Linked DNA regions of Mus musculus: region 1 is linked to region 2. The links are chromatin contacts, called in public Hi-C maps. All regions are on one chromosome and are shown on one strand. Each heading gives the region's core, a stretch centred on a gene start, on an enhancer-like site or on the middle of the called end of the contact. The rest is flanking DNA. Distances are from core to core; before and after follow the strand shown. Region 1 overlaps Thrb (thyroid hormone receptor beta). Region 2 has its middle 25 kb from the start of Gm32121.

The links. Hi-C and Micro-C count contacts between places; a contact is called where the count stands out from the background.
Region 1: a contact with region 2 is called in a Hi-C map of cortical neurons, with 3 times the contacts expected there. The contact joins two enhancer-like sites. A contact is called at or near these places in 1 of 484 Hi-C or Micro-C datasets (cortical neurons) and 1 of 115 datasets of contacts at active chromatin or transcription factors (large pre-B cells).

Annotation. Positions count from the first base shown.
Region 1 is chr14:17,858,855-17,861,884 of GRCm38.p6, forward strand. All of the region lies in intron 2 of Thrb (thyroid hormone receptor beta), which reads left to right. Among named protein-coding and RNA genes, the nearest start is that of Thrb, 200 kb to the left of the region's middle. Within about 2 kb of position 1,372, at least 7 of the 459 cell types and tissues checked have an H3K27ac peak or open chromatin away from gene starts, as enhancers often do. A contact at or near this core is called in cortical neurons, where this site is marked.
Region 2 is chr14:17,431,727-17,434,748 of GRCm38.p6, forward strand. No RefSeq gene overlaps it. Among named protein-coding and RNA genes, the nearest start is that of Gm32121, 25 kb to the left of the region's middle. Within about 2 kb of position 1,410, at least 16 of the 459 cell types and tissues checked have an H3K27ac peak or open chromatin away from gene starts, as enhancers often do. A contact at or near this core is called in cortical neurons, where this site is marked.

The sequences.
Region 1 (3,030 bases), core at 122-2,621, 430 kb after region 2:
AACTCCACAGGCAGACAACAGAGTCAACTAACAGGAACCCTTGGGGCTCTCAGAGATCAACCACCATCCAAAGAACATACACAGGCTGGACCTAGGCCTCTCTCTGCACATAGGTAGCAGATGTGCAGCTTCATGTTCATGTGGGTCCCAAACAACTGGAATGGAGCTATCCTAAAAGCTGTTGCCTGGGATATATTCTTCTAGCAGAGCTGCCTTGTCTGGCCTCAATGGGGAGGAAGCCTCACAGAGACTTGAAGTGCCAGGGTGGGGACATGGGGGGGGGCTACCCACTCAGAAGAGAAGGGGGGAAATAGATGGTAGGGGGGCTGGCCAGGAGGGAGAAAGTGAGCAGGATTTAAAGAAAAATTAAATTTAAAAAAAATACAAACTTGAAAGCACTTGAGGAGGGTACCTGACAGACATCTGATTTACATGTGCTTACATTGTGCATCCAACCTTGTGTACACACACACACACACACACACACACACACACACACACACACACACACACACACACACACCACAGAGGAAAGGTAGAAGAAGAAGGGGAAGACCTGCTAGCCTGAGCACCTGAAACATGTAGCTGTTCCTTCCTAGAGGCCATGCTCCTGGCAGGCAAAGAAATGACAGCCCTGACTGGGTGAGAAGGTAATGAAGAAAGGACAGACAGACAGACAGACAGAGGGGATCAAATGGTGCTCTGAGTTCTCGGTTGGAGAAACCACAGTCATTCGGAAGCTCAGTGTGTTTATTATATAAAACCAAATGGAGAGGGGGAGTCATGCAGCTGGACAAGGAGCCATGGGTTACAGTGGATCAAGGACACAGGTTTAGCCAATCTTGGTTGGACCCATGGGTTACAGTGGATCAAGGACACAGGTTTAACCAATCTTGGTTGGACCCATGGGTTACAGTGGATCAAGGACACAGGTTTAGCCAATCTTGGTTGGAGCCATGGGTTACAGTGGATCAAGGACACAGGTTTAACCAGTCTTGGTTGGAGCAGCCTCTGTAGAGGGATAGTCTCTGGACCATAAAAATGCTAAGGTAGGAAAGGAGAGCTGTGGTGAACATTTTCTGCACACTGTCAGTTCTTGCACTGGGAAGACTGGCATGCCTCCAAGCCTGAAGATCTGAGGTCCTTGGCCTGGCTGTACCTATGCCAGCCTCGCACATTCCCTCGGGGATGCTGTCAGGTCTTTCTCTGCTCCCCAAACTTGTGCCTCTTCCTATTCTCCTGTGATCCTCGGAGCTCTTTATAAATTATGTCTCAAGAAGTCAATATTTACGGCAAGCCACTCATCTTGGACTGCACACGACATCCCAGTAAGGAGCAGAAGCCTCTGTAGAAGAGAGCTTTACAAGACAGATTGGAGCCTCCTCCCTGTGGGTGGCCAGAGACAGAGAAAGCTGAGCTGTCCAAAGAGCCTGCCTTGTGCCAGGAAATTTAGATCCACAAGCTGTTATCTATTATGGTTGTAAGCCTCCTGAAACCTGAATTACAGGTAACTAATATTCCTTCTGAGAGCCATAGCAAACTGTAAGTAAACCTTTAATCTCTGGACAAATGGACTGTTAATACTCAAATAGTTTCTTTTATATGCCATGCATAATGATTTGGTAGTCTCTAGAACTAAGTAATAAAAGTATCCTTAAAGGATTCCAACGTCACAACATTTCTAAATTAACAAGGAGGAGGTCTGTACAGTATCTCTTAGAAACAGAACTTTTGAAGTCTACTGTGGAAGGAAATAAGACTCAGATTTCTTAGGTGTGAACTGAGGTTCAGAAAAATCTTTGGAAAGTACCAAAGCAGGATTAGACTAAAGCAAACTTGATTTTGAATCCTGCACGGACATAGGACATGTTCCTGGATCCTTTTGGTCATGCCTTTTCTCATTGTTTTAAAACTGATAACAGTTACATATGTAATACAAATTGTGAGGAACTGGGTGGTGGGTGGGAATACCTGTTTTATCACCTTCGGTTCACTTCTCTTTTTACCTCATTATTAAAATGTATGGAAATACTTCAAAGTCCATGTGCCTGGTCTGCTCTTCTGATGATGCTATGCTTCTTATTTACTACCTACAGTGCAGCAGGCAAATCAACACATGAAATTAGTTTCAAATAAGTAATGTATGAACACATGCTAATATCCACACATATACTTCTGCCTAGCCTCATCCTACACAGAAACCTCTATTGCCAACAGAAATATCAAGAGCAGGGCACTGCTGATGCTCCTACCACTCCACCCAGAACAGCAATAGATAGCGAAGAGGCTCCCAGTAATGAACATCTCCACATGCCTCCACAAAAATTACTTGCTCGGTCACTGATATTAGAGGTAAATGCCAAAGTACATCTATACATGATAGTGTGTCAAGCCAAATTTCTAAGGTGGGAAAGTAGATGAGCCAGTTCGTGGTAGTCTGTCTAGAAGACAAATCATATTATAGAGAGAAAAAAAAAGAGGCTCTTACCTCTTATGCTCTTGCCTCTCTCTTGCCTCTTGCCCCCTTACTCCCAATTCCCTCCCCCTATCCACATGGCCATGGCTGGCCCCCATTTCACTACTCTCTACTTCTCTTTGCCTTTCTCTGCCTCTGCTACCCTCTTAACTCTCCTCCCCATGTCCTGAATAAACTTTATTCTATAGGAGAGAAAGAGAGAGAGAGAGAGAGAGAGAGAGAGAGAGAAAGAGAGAGAGAGAGAGAGAGAGAGAGAGAGAGAGAGAGAGAGAGAGAGAAGCAAACAATGTTGGGGGATGTTCTTGTAAATTTGAGCTTGCATGTCAATCTCCTAACGGCCTTAGCCTGCTGGATCTTGGCCTCAGACATTGTGATCCAGTAGGTCTGTAAGTAGGACAAAGATTATTTTTTGACCCAGACAATGCCGCCCGCCCCTGCTGGCCCTGGGAACACTATGTGAGAGCCACTGGTCTGCATAATCTATAAAATGAATTAAGGCTTTTCATATTTCTATGTGCAACAGTTGCAATAAAACTGGAATGATCTATTTAAAA
Region 2 (3,022 bases), core at 160-2,659:
ATTCAACAGTTTGTAGATTCAGCTTACAGGGTGAGCTGTATTTAATGCAGAGAGTGAGGATTCAAAGATCAGAACCCCAGAAGATGTGGCTCATAATGGAAGCCTTTCATTTTAGACTAATTACTATGTTGTTAAGAGGTTATTGATAATGTTTCTACCTAGGGGTAGCAACCATAGGAATAAATGTGAGAGACTGTTGTCAGCCGTTGCTTCTCTAGTGCATAGTCAGACAATGCTCAGATACTAATCCTATTATCTTCCACAGATACTAATCCTATTATCTTCCAGGTGTCTTCTGTACACTAAGTGTGTTTCTAAGACCACTGCCATAAAAGGGGAACAATGACTTAGGGAAGTTTGGGTCTGAGAGAAAATTTATGCAAGTTAATTTAGTGAGGATAGCTGGGAAAGACAAGGCTGAGCATTCAGTATGGATTAAAATTCAGTATGGATTAAAAAAAAATAACATTAAGGTGTCTTCTTGTGGACTTGGCTTTGGCTCTTGAGACTAGATAGCTTCAAGTTTTCTTGGTTTATCTAAAGAGAGAAACAAGCGTTCTAGATTCCCTAGAGAAGTGTGACCTTCCATATCTGGCAAGTTTTGCTGCCAGGTTTAAACGCCCTTCTCTTGCCCAGTAAACGATGGTGAAGGAACCTGTGAGGAAAAGCAAAAACAAAATGTCATTTGAGTGGTTTGTTAATAATTTACTCATGCAAACCAAGTAAATAACATTGTTGCTGCTCTAGAAATGCGGGGCATTTCTGGACATAATAGATGTAGCAGGATATAACCAAGTAAGCATGCAGGGTGCACTTATGCCAGCTGCCAATTATCCTTCATCACTAGTCATTCATTCATACAGTGAAACATCACCAATCAAATGCTAAGGTTCACGCATCTTTATAAACAATTCCCAGTTGTACCACTTTTTTAAATTTAGTATTTAGGATGCTACATTACCATCCAAAAATTTAGCCCTCTTAAGCATTTCTTGCATTTTCAAATTAGATTTCAATAGCCATGTTTGTCTAAGCTCATTTGCTTTGTGAAACGATTATTGTCCTAAGAAAAATTAAGAAGCTAAAGCTTTGTAGCTGATCTTCGGGTCCTATGTCCAATAGTATACATAAAGCCACGGAGGGGACTTGTCCCTTGGTTCTGCCTGACTCCCACATCAGCCCATGGTGACACCATTTATAAGCAATCTGTTATTATTGCTTTAGCTGATAAATTAACTGCCATAAATAACATTTTCTGGTTTCTCAGAGACATTAAAGAAGGATTGATTGTGTAGGGTGCCTCTGTCGATAATAAATGGGCTTCCTTTTTTCCTTCAGGAAACGGAACTAGGTTATTATCAGTCAAGAATCAAGAATGTGGAACCCAGGTTGCATGATGATTTTTCTGCTTCTAAGAGAGTAGGCCTGCCTATGTATTTCAGACTGCTATGTATCTGGAATTCTGTTGTAGGTTGGAGGGTTTATTTTTTGTCTTTTTTTTTTTTTAATGAGGGTATAAAAATAGAGAAGTGTTTTCAGAAGATGAAGCCACAGTTCCCCAGGGTCAAGGCAGGACTGTATACTCCAGAGAGGAAAGAAGTTCAAGTATAAATATAGAACACACCAGGGAAATTTTTTGCCTTCATTTCAAATTTATGTAATTAAATTATAATTCTTCTTAACAGACATACATGATGTAATTTGTTATGTAAAAGATGTGACTAATAAATGATTTGTGTGAAACAGTCACAGAGAAGAGAATGGTTTGGGCCTTATGTATTCAGCTCGGATGTGAATGAAATGTCTTTCTTTAGAGTAAGGACTGATACCTTTTGCACATTACACCCACAGTACATCTGTTTAGAATGAATGGAAGCTGCTGTTCTATTTTCAAAGTAAATGGATATGGTTTTAAAGATCCATCTTTACTTCAAAGTCTAGGAGAGATATAGAACAGAGCAGACTAGAACTGAAACACTATTTATGATAGAATTCAACTGAAATCTTGATGGAAAATGTTTGTTTGCCATATAAATTAAACAGTAATTTTTAGAAAATATTAACAACTGAGCAGATTACTACATAACTTTAATCACAGAATGTGTGGAGATGAGGCAGGAGGATTGCTGCGAGCCTGATGTCAGCCTACAGACCAATGCCAGATCAGTCAGAGGGAGACAGAAAGCGTTTCAGAAAAACCTTTAAAGTATCCTTAAACTATATCCTTTGTTAAATTGGTATCGTGTGTGTGTGTGTGTGTGTGTGTGTGTTCCTGAACTGATTTCCCAACTTAGCTTTCCAGATAGTCTCTCACTAATTCTGAAACATACCGGTTGCTTAGACTGCCTTGCCATCAAACCCCAGAATCTCCCTTATTCCCTCTGCTGTCCCCCTAACCCAGAAAGCCCTGGGGTCACAAAGGCATTCCATGTCCCATACCTAGTTCTCAAATAGGATGTTGGGGCTCCATACTCAGTCTTTATGCTAACACAGAGAGCACTTTCAGTAGTTACTCTCCAGCTCAAATTGGTGTGACTTTTGAAAATACTTAATGGTTAGCAGATGTTCACTGGGAAAAGAAAATGCATTTGGTAGTATTGCAAGTAAAAAGATCAAAAGCCAGTACCTGCTGAGCAGGGTCAACAGTTGTTCTTCAAATAGAAATAGCTTGGTACCAGATCAAGCTCACCATTGAAAACATGACTCATCCATCTGGCCACTCATTGTTTACTAAGGTCTTTGATTTGGTAACTCTTATTTTCTATGCTAAGCTCAGAGAATTTTACCTGAGGGTCTAGCTCCAGCTTGATAGATGTCCTGGGGATTAGTGGGGGTCTTCTCATGATGTGGAAGCTTGGAGGGGTGCTACTTCCATTCAGGCCTACTAGAATGGGATGGGAAGTTTTCCCCGAAGGAGTAGATTACAGGTTATCTTTGAAAACTTTGAAGGCGACTTCTGACCTGTTCTCCCTTCCTTCCCAAGCATACACGTGCCATCTTCTCAAAGAGAAAGTATTGCAGA